Linked DNA regions of Gossypium hirsutum: region 1 is linked to region 2. A link is a contact called in public Hi-C data. All regions are on one chromosome and are shown on one strand. Each heading gives the region's core, a stretch centred on a gene start, on an enhancer-like site or on the middle of the called end of the contact. The rest is flanking DNA. Distances are from core to core; before and after follow the strand shown.

Region 1 (6,330 bases), core at 1,490-3,989, 120 kb after region 2:
TCTGCTTCCTCAAATCAGTATAGTTGAAAGCAGTTAGGTTTCACATTTGCCATCGTTGTATGGATTCTGGAAAGTCATGCAGTTAATTTAGAATGATGGTTACTTTGTGTTTTTCCGGTTTCCCTTTTCTTTCTTACTTCAAGAACTTGTTGAGAAATTTGAATCAAGGAAACTGCATACAATTATATATTTTTATAATATCCATGACGTCTGGTGGTTAATTTGAAGATTAACAGACACATGATGCAAATAATGGGAAAGGCTTTGATTTACTGTAATTTGAAAGAACTCAGTTTCTCTTTTTTTTTGGCAGCACCAATGATGCTGTCTTGGAAGAAATGAAGAAAGAATACATGCTTCAGGAAAATCACAGAGGATCTGCAAGAGTCTAAGATCATTCCGATTTCCTGCGCTGGCCACAGAGTCTTGCATACAAGTATTCAACGTACAACTTATTCGTTTTAATCCATATGCTTGCCTTGGAACTTCCATCTTTTGCAGTGTTATAGGGCAAATATCTATATGCATATTTATATATATGATGGTCCTATCTCCGATAGTTGCAAATACTTTGTGCATTGATTAAATCATGGATCTATCTGGAACTGCAGTTTGAGATTTTGGGATATCTAAACCAAATGTTGTTTTTTAGAGTAGAGTAGATTAACTTATGCAAGTCTTCTTTTCTGTGTTGTTTTCTTTTTTATTTCATTCCATGCATTGTATATAACTCCTCAAAGTCCATTGTTGTCCATCCAAATCCAATGGAACAGAAATTCGGAATGTTACCAACCAATCGTACTATACTGAAGATTTCTCATTCATTTATTTTTATAGAAATTAAGTAGATTTTGTTTTCATAAAAACTAAATTGTACACACTTTGTTATGGGTCTACTTTAATATTGTGTGATAATTTGATAATAAATGGATAATGTAATTCAGAAATAACTAAAATAATGAGTGAAATTTTGAAAGAAATTATAAAAAAATGAAAGCTATTATTGAAGTGATGGACTAAATTTTAGTCAAAGTTACGATTTAATTTATAGGTTTAAACATGGAAGGGTCCTAATGTTCCAAATTTTGAATCTTCAAATATCTCTTCAATGACGTTCATAATAGGGAGTTATGTCGACAATTGTTCTTTTGTAATTATTCTTCGAAATGTGTTTCTTGCACGGATTGCACTTCTTATCTTTGGTTTTTGTTCTTTAAACGAAAGGTGCAATACGGCAGATTCCCTTTATGTATATATATTGAGTATTGTCACCATGAAAATATAGAGGATCATGAAGGGATGCAGCCTCTCTTAAATAACATATACCGCATTTTCAGGCTAAATTGATTTTTTTGAAAATTTAAAGAAATAAATCGTATTTTGAAAAAGTGTGAAAACCTACCTGTTTGACAAAATATATTTTTTTCATATATGGCTAATTTTGCCTCCTTTTCATGTGATTCATTATCATCTCATCTTTGTTCCCTATTTCATGAATATTCTCACTTTATCAGTCACTAAACTTTAAAATATACAATTCAATCATTAAAAAATTTAAAATTGTTTTATTTGGTCATATCATTTTTTTATAGGTATAATAATAAATTTAATCTTTTAACTTTTATATTTTTTTATCAATTGACTCTAATTTTATATAAAAATGATAAAATGTTTTAAAATTGTTTTTAAATAAATAAGAAAATTCTGAAAATATATAAAATTATAAATATATAATAAATACATAAAATAGATAAAAGAATTTAAAATTATAAATGCATAACGGAAATCGTTAAAATGAAAATAAAAAACAAAGTCTCATATTCTGTCAGGTATTAGGGGCTCTGTCTTTGCCTTTTTAAACTCCATGCCCATCTTTTCCCAATACCAGTCCTTCACTCTTTTAAATTTCCACTTTTAGGCGTTTTATTTCATTCACTCGACTATTCTATTTCATTTTGCTTGGATCAGTGTTAAGGAGAAGTTTCTTTCGAGTGTTGTTATTTATTTCGAAAGGTGCTCTAATCTCACCGAAAGCCCCCAAAACTTGTAGCGATCCAGCTCGGAAGGTGTAAAACAGTCGACAAAGGCACCAGCAACGTGTTAGAAAATAAATTTAATTGTTGAAGTATTTGATGGAAGAATTGTTTGGTTTATTCGTATGCTTTATCGTCACGAATATATATAGTCGAGCTTACAAAATAAAATATTCAAAAGATAACAAATTAAATCTAAAACTATTTACAAATTTCCAGCAACAACCCAACTAGAAATAATGAAATATTACTCTAGTAAAATTAGGAGACTTATTCAAATGTATATAATACAATGGACCGGGTAACAAGTGTGATTGAGTTTCGGTCTGAATTAAATATAATACAATGGACCGGGTAACAAGTGTGACTGGGTTTCGGTCTGAATTAAAATTTTGAGATGCAAATCAAGGTAAGGAGAAATTGGAAAGTAAGCAAATTGATTTGGCATTAACCTTACACTGAAAGCTAGGGTTACTACATCTCAAGCTCTAATATATATTTTTTTATGAATTTATATATTTTTCACCATTACTCACTTAGCGGTGAGTGACTTTAACAAACCATTTTAAAAATTATTTTAAAAATATTAATGATTAAATTATAATTTTTTAAAGTTTAGTGATTAATTTGAAAATATTAGTCACCAAATTATAATTTTTTAACGTTTAATAATCAAAACAAACAATCTTGAAATTATTAACGAAAGCCGAACCTTCGTTTCCATTTAGGGAGCCACTGGAGTAGATATTAGTTTTCATTAGATTCACTGGCTTTCTTGCCGAAAAAAAGAAGAGAGAAATGACTAGGATGAATTACGTGAGAGAGAACGTTCCTCTCTCACGCTTCGGCGTATTGGTAGCTCAGCTTGAGTCCATCGTTGCATCCGCATCGCAGAAATCTCCCGACCCTCTCCTTTGCTTTGATCTTCTCTCCGATCTCCTCACTGCCCTCGACGATGAGCCTAAGGTCCTTTTTCCCAGATCCTACCTTTTACTATTTCAGTACACAAACTAATTGTAGAATTCTGTCAGACCGTGTTCCCTTTTAGTTATTTATTCTGTTTGTTTATGTGTGATATTTAGTGAAGTTCATGTCTGTGAAGATTTGACTCGCAATTTCTTATAAACTTCCGCATTTTAATTTGGTAAGAAGCGATTTAGTTCTGGTTTGAAATATTGGCGAGGTGTCACGTTTATCATTCAATAGTTAGCTTTATTATGAAAATGAATTGTGATTATACAGATTAATATAGATAAATCACTTGCTTCACTGAAGTACTTATTAGTTCCAAGTTCAATGTAAATGTAGTAGAAGGGGTCTGACATTTGGGTTCCAGTGTTTTTTGTTCTTAGATTTTAGTGACTTTGAAAATTTATTCTTTTGGAGTGGAGTTTTATTTTCTTGACTTGAAAATATTAAATTTCAGGAATCTATCTTGTTGTGGCAAAGAAAATGTGAGGATGCCTTATATTCCTTGCTTATTCTTGGTGCTAAACGTCCTGTGCGTCACTTGGCATCGGTAGCAATGGCAAGGATAATATCTAAAGGAGATAGCATTTCAATATACTCAAGGGCCAGTAGTCTCCAAGGATTTCTTTCTGATGGGAAGCGGAGTGAGCCGCAGAGAATTGCTGGTTAGTGAAGCTGCAAGAAACTGTATTGTGCTTAGATCATTCTTTTTAACTAGAAGTGGCAGAATGTCCTCGTAACTACAATATTGCCTTGGTACAAGGATACTTTTCAACAAAAACAAATAAGCTAGTATTAGCAATACCTTAGAAATTGAAAAAATCTTAATATTCAATTAAGGAATAAGTATGTTATTGTTATTTTCATCCTGATTTAATAAGTTAGCAGCCTTTGCTGTTAAAATTCAATGAAGGAATAAGTACGTCATTGTTATTTTCATCCCAGTCTAAGCAAGCTTTACTGCCAGCAATTTTATTATTCTTATTATTTCTTTGAATTACTACAGAGAAACTAGAGGTTTTCTATAAACCTACATTTTCTAGAGCTCCATCTTCTTTCTTACGTGTTTATTCAGCCCTAATTTTATTGATTTCTTGCTAATTTTTCTTAATCCCTTTCATTATAAGTTAATGCTCATAATCAATAAATTTGGTCCCTTTTTTCTTTTTGCGGTGGGAAGGCCATAAAATTTTCTTACTGAAAGACTGCTTCTCATGATCTCAAGAGGATTTGTTTTTTCCTCTATAGATATTTTTTGAATTATAGATTGTTTCTTGTGTTATGAGCATTTGATTTGAATTTGTAGGTGCTGCACAGTGTTTGGGCAAGTTATATCAGCATTTTGGAAGAAGAATAACTTCGGGTTTGCTTGAAACAACTATTATTGCTACAAAACTGATGAAATATCATGAGGTATATTCTTTTGATATGCATTTTTTTTATACAATTTATCAACTGTAAGCCATAAAATTTATGTGAAAATATCAGAGAAATTATTGAAAGAGAAAAGCAGTGATGTCAAGGTGCATGCCTAGGTGCAGTATAAGACAAAAAAAGTGCTTCAGACACTTTTGGTCGATCATGTGTACACCTGGTGCACCTAAGCATGCTTTCTTAAGTCGATTAAGTGCAAAAAAGCCTTTTGATTGAAGCCATATTGCATTTGTTTTATTTTTGTTTAATTTTTTCCAGTAACTGTACTTTTAGCTGTAAAATGAAGGGATAATATCAAACTCTTAATTTCTCATATTTGAGTTTTTAATCAGCATATTGGCCAAAAAAAAAAAAAGAAAAAATAAATTCTGACCTGTTTTGTAAGATAAAAGTGGATCACTCTTTGGGTTTTATTAACAGCATTATATTTCTTAGGCTTATATATATATGTATATACACATGCATGCACGTATTGCACCTTATTTCATTCAAGTGTGTGGTTCTTTCTTTAGAACCTTTAGCAATATAAGGGGTCTAGTGCCTTTGAATGTGCATTGCGCCCTTAACAAAACTATGCAAAAAACAAAAACCCTGATATCAACAATTTGTTAATCATTTTCCGCTACGGTGCTATCAAGAATTTGGTAGTTGAAAAATTGTTGGTATTAATTTTATTACTCATTTATGCCTGTGTCTTTAACATGTTTATCTTGAATTTTAGGAGTTTGTGAGACAAGAGGCTTTGCTCATGCTTCAGAATGCTTTGGAAGGCTGTGGTGGTAGTACTGCTGCTTCAGCATATACTGAGGCATTTCGTCTCATTACAAGATTTGGCATTGGAGACAAAGCTTTTGTTGTTAGAATAGCTGCAGCACGTTGTTTGAAGGCTATTGCCAACATAGGGGGACCTGGTCTAGGGGTTGCAGAATTTGATAGTTTAGCTACATATTGCGTCAAGGCAGGTGTTCTTCTTTGTTATCTTCTTCTTGTTGCATTTTTTCTTAAAGTACTTTCTTGATCTCTTATATTTTGGGGTTGTTATCTATCTGCTATTTTTACTTCTATTCTCACTAGGCTCTTGAGGATTCAGTAACTTCTGTTCGGGATGCATTTGCTGAAGCTCTGGGCTCATTGATTGCTCTTGGAATGAATCCTGAGGCGCAGGTATAGACATGTCAGATTTTTTTTTTATTTCTTGTTTTCCCTTTTGAGTTTATTTAAACTATCATTATAACTCTTGCTAGGTTCAACCAAGGGGAAAAGGCCCTTTTCCTCCACCGAAGAAACTAGAAGGTGGTTTACAGAGGCATCTGGCTTTGCCTTTCACAAAAGGTATGCTCTTGTTTGGTTGGATGTTATTCAGACCTCTATTATTAGTCTAAAATTGTTTATCGTGCCAATTTTTATTTAAATAGATATTTTAGGCCAGTTTAGTCATGGTTAGCTTCTGATTTAGCACCTTTTGATGCTTGAATAATTTGTCAAGGATAATAACATTTCATGATCTAAAAGTTGGTGCGGTGACCCGGAAGATTTGCAGCCTTTGATGTTCTTATCTTTTCTTCTTTCTCATAAGCATTTGCTTTGAACTGTCAATGAATTTTCTTCAGTAACATCTTGTATTTCTTACTGTGAATCGAGAGAAAACAGAAAAATGGAGAGAAGAAAAAAATATGATACTGTCATGAGAAGAAGGAAGATATAGAAGGGAGAAGAAAGGAAGGAAGAAGAGAGATGGAAAAGGGATTTATTTCTGAATATCTCAGCTTGATTATTTCCTCGAGCTTGAATGTGATTTTATACTGTAATACAATGCACATAAAAGGGAATCAACTAAATTACAGCCTACATTAAATCCTACAACTTACATTATTTACATCCTATTATAAGTCCT
Region 2 (7,052 bases), core at 1,821-4,320:
TTTTGAGTAAATTAAAATTATCTAACTAATTGTTTGATTTAAAAATTTCATTAGTTAAATATGTGTATCTCTCTCTCTCTATATATAAATATACACACATATATAATGTATGAAAGGGATCCAGAGATCCAATTACACTAATGTAATACTAAAGAGTTCTACACTTGTATCTAACCCTTAGATCAAAATTAAATATACAGCTAAGATTAAAACATACTTTTATTTATCTTTCCTTTTTCATTGACAAAGAGAAACTATACACTCGTATAGTGTAAATATATATGATCAGTATCCTATACACTTGTAAGTAGAAGTTTTTTAATTCTACAAATCCGACATGTGCCCTTGTATTACATTTAGAAAGATAAAAATTAACCGAAAGGGAACTTAAAAAAAAAAGATAAAAATAACCAAAATAGACACTTGGTGGTTTCTTAATCTTGCTTGAGAAGTTAAAAAATCCGCCGCCAGTGGATAGAATAATAATTCATCTATATTGAGAGAGAGAGAGAGAGAGAAGAAGAAAACTGGTATTGGATAATAAATAGGATTTTCAGATGTTCAAAGAAAGAAAAGAAAGATTATATTGGTATATCCCAAAATGTAATTATCATTAATTATGATTGAAGGTAATTAATGATTTATTATTAAATGTTCTAGAAATCTATCGCCTAATTATATTTTTTTTGCAGAGAGGCCTCCAATTCCATCTTGACCTTCTTGTCTGATATCTTTGATCTTGCGAAGTCTAGCAAGGGAGAACAATTTTTATCCATAAGGGATAGTGTCATTATTCCGCGAGGAGCTACCATTACTAGAATCCTGGTGGCTTCCCTAACTGGAGCACTCCCAAGTTCTCGATTAGAGACGGTAGCTTCTACTACATTTGTTGTATTCTCCATATTTTATGCGCATTGACCTTCAAATGATTAATTAGCAGAATAAGTTTAAACCTCTATTGCCTGAAGTAGTATCTTACACGATGAATTTTGTGGGGGCCTTTCACTACTTCAGGTAGCATATGCACTTCTAGCACTAACTCGAGCATATGGGATGCAAGCTCTGGAGTGGGCTAAGGAAAGTGTTTCATTGATCCCATTGGCTGCTGTCAAGGAGGTAGAACGCATAAGATTTTTGCAAGCTTTGTCAGATGCTGCCTCCGGAGCTGATGTCAATGTCCTGATGATCCCTGTTGAAGAGTTATCTGATGTTTGTCGTCGTAATCGAACAGTTCAAGAGATTGTGCAAGGAGCACTAAAGCCACTTGAGTTGAATCTGGTACCTGTACCATAGTGGAAAGAAATAAAGAAATAGTAGTGGAGGGGGCTGTTTTTCTGAGGCCTCATCTTGCTTTAGCAGCCGAATGAATAATTCGATCCGCTATTTGCTGTTTTGGTTCATTCTTGATTTTGTATCTATCATCATTGGTCAATTTTCCAACTGTCTTTGAGGTGAGTGTTGGGCATTTATTTGTTTCACAATAGGGAGAGAATGGGCTGTTGTATCTTCTTCTGCTCGAGATATGGGGTGCTCCCAGTCGTCTCGAATGCACTGGCTTTCAATTATTATTTATTTTAATTTTGGGTGAAAAGGCCTTGGTGTTGGTATACAGTGTTGTAAGTTTAGTTTTGTAATGGTTAGAAGGTGAAAGACGGATTTTTTTCTGCATTTGCATGTTTCTCTGCATGTTAAGTACACCAGAACGATCTTCTTCGCCATGCATTATTATTGTATCCTTACAACCAATCATTTTATAATCAGCTTTAGATCTGAAACAATTCTTATATCCAATGATTAAAAAGTCGGACATTCGAAAATCGCCTTGGACCGCTCGGTGACTTGTACGATTCTCTCATTTTCCTGATTTTTTACCAAAAAATATAGATACTGAAATAAGAAACATTATAAATTGAGGGATCAATTTTTCATTATCTAATTAATCTCGGTTTGCTGAATTAATTTAAAGATAAGTTATTATTAGATTGACATTTACTCTAGGATAGTTAATTATATGTTTTGGATTAATGTTATAAACTAATTAATTAAATTAAGTTGAGTATTATTTGATAAACTAAAAGGTTAAGTGTTGAACATTTTCTAATACAAAATTTTATAGGTTTTAAATTTATATTATAAATTTGTTGTGTTAATAAAAAGTGTAAAATACACTTATTAGAATTTTTTTGTTATCTAATTATAAAAAGTTACAAAGTGGTTGCTTAATTATTGATAAATTTCTTTCTTGATCACCCAACTATCAAGAGTTATAGAATGGTTACATAACTCTTGAATATTTTTTTATCACTAACAGACGTAAAAATGAAAACACTTGAAATAGTTGGGTAGCTAAGGCAATAACTTTGTAACTTTTTATAGTTGAATGACCAAAAAGAAATTTATTGATAGTTGGGCAATCACAAATGTAGTTTACCCTAATAAAATTAAGTACCACATATAATGTTGTTTAATAATAATAAATCTTAATTTTCGAAAATTATTTATTTCATAATTTTAATGTTATTGATGTAATAATTTATATTATTTTAGAGATTTTGGATAGAAATTAAATATAAGAATTTGAATATTTTACTAACAAAACTAACAAGATAATTTATTTTGAATATAATTTTTTTAATCTTTTCAACTTTTAAGTGATAAATAGTTATTTATTTACTTAATTCATTCAACTATTTTTTTTGAAAATTTTGAATTAAATAAAAAATTATGATGGTTATCAAACTCATAAAAATTAAATGTTAAAAATTTCTTTTCAATGAAAAACAAATTCAATGATTTATCGAATGCCTTTAATTAATTTAGGATATCTTAGGATTGCATTGGGTTGTTGGATATAATTTAGATATAGTTTAGATATATAATTAAATTAATTTGGTGTATAATAATTTGAGTTAAGTCTTAGTTAGATTAAAACTAATTCATTTCTAGTTCAAATAGCAATTTGGTCCTAATTTAATTTTAAAATGAGCAGTTGATTGACAAGCTGTGGGCAGCTCGAGAGGTCCCCAGGTGGGACGACCCTACCCATTTGGGCAATGAAGCTCAATCCATAGTCCACATGGATCATGAACGTCACAATCCGAATGACCCACCAGAAAATAGCAACCAGTCGGTCGTGTCCCAGAATACTCAAGGCAACAACAACGCTTCCTCGGTGGAGCGACTCAAGGCATTCAATATAAAAATGCTATAGGAAATGGAGGCAAAGTAGATGAATCCATTTGGAACTATTCCAGTGAGCCACTCGTTCCTGAGGTATTAGCCAATCATATCTTAGCTTCTTTCATGTTCCCGAAATTCATATTCAATGGCTCAAGAGACCTAGAAGGCCACTTAGCTCGTTATAACAATCACATGAAAATTCTTAGGGCCTTTAACAGTATCATGTCTAGAGCATTCTTCATGACCCTCTCTCAAACGGCTCGACAGTGGTACCTATCAGTACTTGAGGATCCATTCACTCCTTCGAGCAATTACATGGGCAATTAATGAGCTGCTTCCTGGCCAACAAAACACTTCAACAGTCTCCCGCTTATCTGATGACCATATGCCAAGGGGTGAATGAATCCCTCCGAGATTATGTTCGTAGTTTCAGTGCAACCACTATGATAACAATGGGGGGTTACAGATTAAGGGGTCATCCACTCCTTTGCTGTCGGGGCCACCCACCAACATTTGAGGTACATCATTATTGGGAATCAACCGAGCAATTTATCCGCGTTGTATGAAATGGTTCACAAATTTTTGAAAGGTGATGAAGTAGAAAGAGCTCGTGCCAACTCTTTTGTGTCCACCATCCAGCAGTCTAATCCTCCGCGTCGTTCCCCTCCACAACGTTCTCAAGGCTATCAGCAGCCAATGACCCATTCTAGGGTAGGCAACATGGAGCATAGGCAATACAACCCTTCAAATCAGAGAGATCGACAAAGGGTTAATAATGTCCATGCCTCTGACTGTTCAGGACCCATCCAGGGGAACAAGGTTGGCTAAGATCAAAGGTTCCGGGCACCTTACAATCAATATAGAACTTACCATGAACTCACCTGCTCTCTAGCCCAGATATTCGATCAGATCGAGTACCAAGGTATTTTGTAAATGCCACCCCAGCTAACACCTAGCCAGGATCGCAATAACTCAAACCATCACTATATATATTACAATGCTCTTAAGCACCACACAAAGCATTTTGTACATTTGAAGAACATAATAGAATTGGCAATCCGAAAAGGGCAATTAAAACAATAGCTGCCCTAGGAACCATATCAACTGAACATGACTTATGATGAAGAAGCAAGGCTATCCGGACTACGTCGAGATGATAAGGGTAAACATCTTGTTAGGGACATAATTGATATACTAGTTGGAAGCAAGCATGTAGAATGGGTAACCTCTAATTCCAAACAGAACGCACATCTTAGAAGCATAATGTCTATAGCAGTCTCTGTGAAAAACCCCAGGCCTTCTCCATGGCAATTGAAGTTTTCTGAGCATGATGAGCGGGTCATTGATGTAGAGGGAGATGCCCCCCTAGCGATTTTCGCCACCATTTCTTCGTTTCAAGTCAAAAAGATATTAATGGATGTAGGAAGTTCAATGGATATTCTAATGGCTAAAGCTATCCATAAAATGGACTTTTCAAGGACTCACAGTTGAAGCCGGCAAGCCTGGCCTATTGCTTAGCCAACCAACCCATTGCAGTCTAAGGTTCTATTGTCATCTTGGTTGTTGTAATAACCCGACTTTTAGTGGTGTCGGAAACAATAGTTTCGAGATCCCAATTTCAACGAGTGACTCCGTAAATATTATTATTTAGTACTTATGAGTCAATATTAGTGTTATATTTAATTTTGTTCTAATAATTTTGTTAATTGGACAGTTAACTATAGTACAAATAGTTTGACCCTAAAGTTAGTAATTTTGGAAAATAATGTATAGGGATCTCATTTTCGTAAACTGAGATTGTAAATATTTAAAATATTTATGGAGTTTTTATATAGATATTTTTAATCTTGATCTGAAAATTTTAGTGATTGAAGGGTTAACTAATGTATAAAAACTAAATCGTAAAAAGTTAATCACGTTTAATTTCTAAGTGTTAAATGGTTTAATTAGTGAATGTGTAAGGATATAAGTCACAATTAAACCACTTTTAAAAGGGTTAGAAGGTTAGTGGATGTTTTTAATTGAAATTATGTTACTAATAATTAAAGGTAATAAAACATAAAAAAAAAAGTCATCATCTTTCCATTTCTCCTTTCCACCGTTTTCACCATTTCTGAATAAAGGAAGAAAGCTTCGAACATTCAAAACCATTTGACCCTTGCATGTAAATTCAGACCTAGCACATTTTTTTGTAAATTTTATATTTTTGTAACTGTTGTAACTCAATTTGGTTAACTCGTACCTCCATTTTCGTTTTTAAAATTGAAAAAGTTTAAAAAGTTTCTCATTGATGCTATTTGAAGTTTTTGAATGTTAATGGTAGATTTTAAAGCTTAGAAATGAAATAGGACCAATTTGTAAAATAATTTTTTTTAATTTTGACTTTAGGGACTAAAATGAAATAATATTAATTTTGATGTGAAATTTCTATAAATATTGATTGTTGAGGGCTGCATAAAAAAGGAAATGAAATCGGATTGAAAATCGAAGCTTAATTGTAAAAGATATAATAGTTTTGGTTTTAGGGACTAAATTGAATAAAACAAAAAATTTTAAAAAAATTGTGAAAATGATAATAATATGTTATATGTATTATATAAGCTATTATAAGGTATTTATAACTGATAATTGGAAATAATTTACTGTATAAATCAAGAATTGGTAGATAATTGAGGAAAAGGGAAAATTATATATTAGTCTCTGACACTCCTGCTTTTGCTATTTGCTCCTGGTAAGTTCATATGATATAATTAAGTATATTTATGTAGTGTTTTTGGTTGGATTGTAAAATTATAATATTTGAATCCATTTTTAAAAAAATTATTTACAAATTGGTAAAAAAAAGGTGATAAAATGGCTACATTGGGAAAATGTGGTAAATAAATAAAGATATACAATATTGAATTAATGTAAAATTTATTATACAAGTATATGATTTATACAAGGTGATGTTATATTGTTAAAAGACATATGTATATATATTGTTTTGATATCAGGTGGACTAAATTATAGTATGTGATTATATCTTGAATTATGATTGGAGCAATAAAAAATGTGATAAATGTAATGAATTGTATTAAATATTTTGATATGTGTATTGAGTCCGGATTAGGATAGGATACAATTGGCATACTAATAGGGTTATCTTGCACATTGTATGGGTTTGACATGGGATGAGATGATGATATATATTCACTGATTGTACCGAAATCCAACATTTGTTGTGGATTACCGAGTTATATTCACAGTGATTCAAGCATACTTCTAGTGGAGGATGTGTAGCCTACGAGCTTGGCACATTGTGTTCTAGTGTGTTCATTGATGTTATAGCTTGGAAGAGCAATTTGGCATGTTTTGGTTTGTTACTCGAGTATTCGAATCTTATTATTTTAGTTTATCGGGCTGATTGTTTTAAAAGGTAATGTGTTGGATTGTGGATATATGGTAACTGGTAATGGATGTGCATATGTATATATATGTGACCAGTTGATGTATATGTCGTATAAATCTAATGATCCTAATTGAATGACATTAAATCTAATCGTATTAAACAAATTGATAAGTTATATGTCTAGTATACAAATTGCTCACCTTGATGTGTGGATTGTTATGATAGGAAATTGTGTTATATTGGTTATCTCAATACGTTTAGTTATTAAATGAGGTAAGTTTATTGTGTTAATACCTATGAACTTACTAAGCTTATTTAAAGCTTACTCCATTTTATTTTCTATTTCCTGTAGTTATCGTTTTGCGGAACTCGACAGTCGGATCATCTTGAAGATCACACTATCTAGCCTCCATTTTGGATGTCTTTTAAACATTTAATTCAGTTATGTGGCATGTAATAGGAGTTGAATTGTATATAAGTG

The links. Hi-C and Micro-C count contacts between places; a contact is called where the count stands out from the background.
Region 1: a Hi-C map of leaf shows a contact between it and region 2, with 1.9 times the contacts expected there. The contact joins the promoter of LOC107934225 here to the enhancer-like site in region 2. A contact is called at or near these places in 5 of 34 Hi-C or Micro-C datasets (callus and leaf).

What each region holds. Positions count from the first base shown.
Region 1 is chrA07:10,263,580-10,269,909 of Gossypium_hirsutum_v2.1, forward strand. It overlaps LOC107934225 (protein SWEETIE), which reads left to right and starts at 2,740. Exons shown (of 48, transcript XM_041117547.1): 1 at 2,740-2,999; 2 at 3,460-3,667; 3 at 4,309-4,415; 4 at 5,158-5,394; 5 at 5,511-5,600; 6 at 5,681-5,768. The coding sequence starts at 2,832. LOC107934213 reads left to right here. Exons shown (of 3, transcript XM_016866591.2): 3 at 314-651. The coding sequence ends at 392.
Region 2 is chrA07:10,139,446-10,146,497 of Gossypium_hirsutum_v2.1, forward strand. LOC107934236 (transportin MOS14) reads left to right here. Exons shown (of 27, transcript XM_016866612.2): 26 at 693-870; 27 at 1,015-1,668. The coding sequence ends at 1,293. Among protein-coding and RNA genes, the nearest start is that of LOC107934236, 20 kb to the left of the region's middle. Within about 2 kb of position 3,071, at least 7 of the 9 cell types and tissues checked have an H3K27ac peak or open chromatin away from gene starts, as enhancers often do. A contact at or near this core is called in leaf, where this site is marked.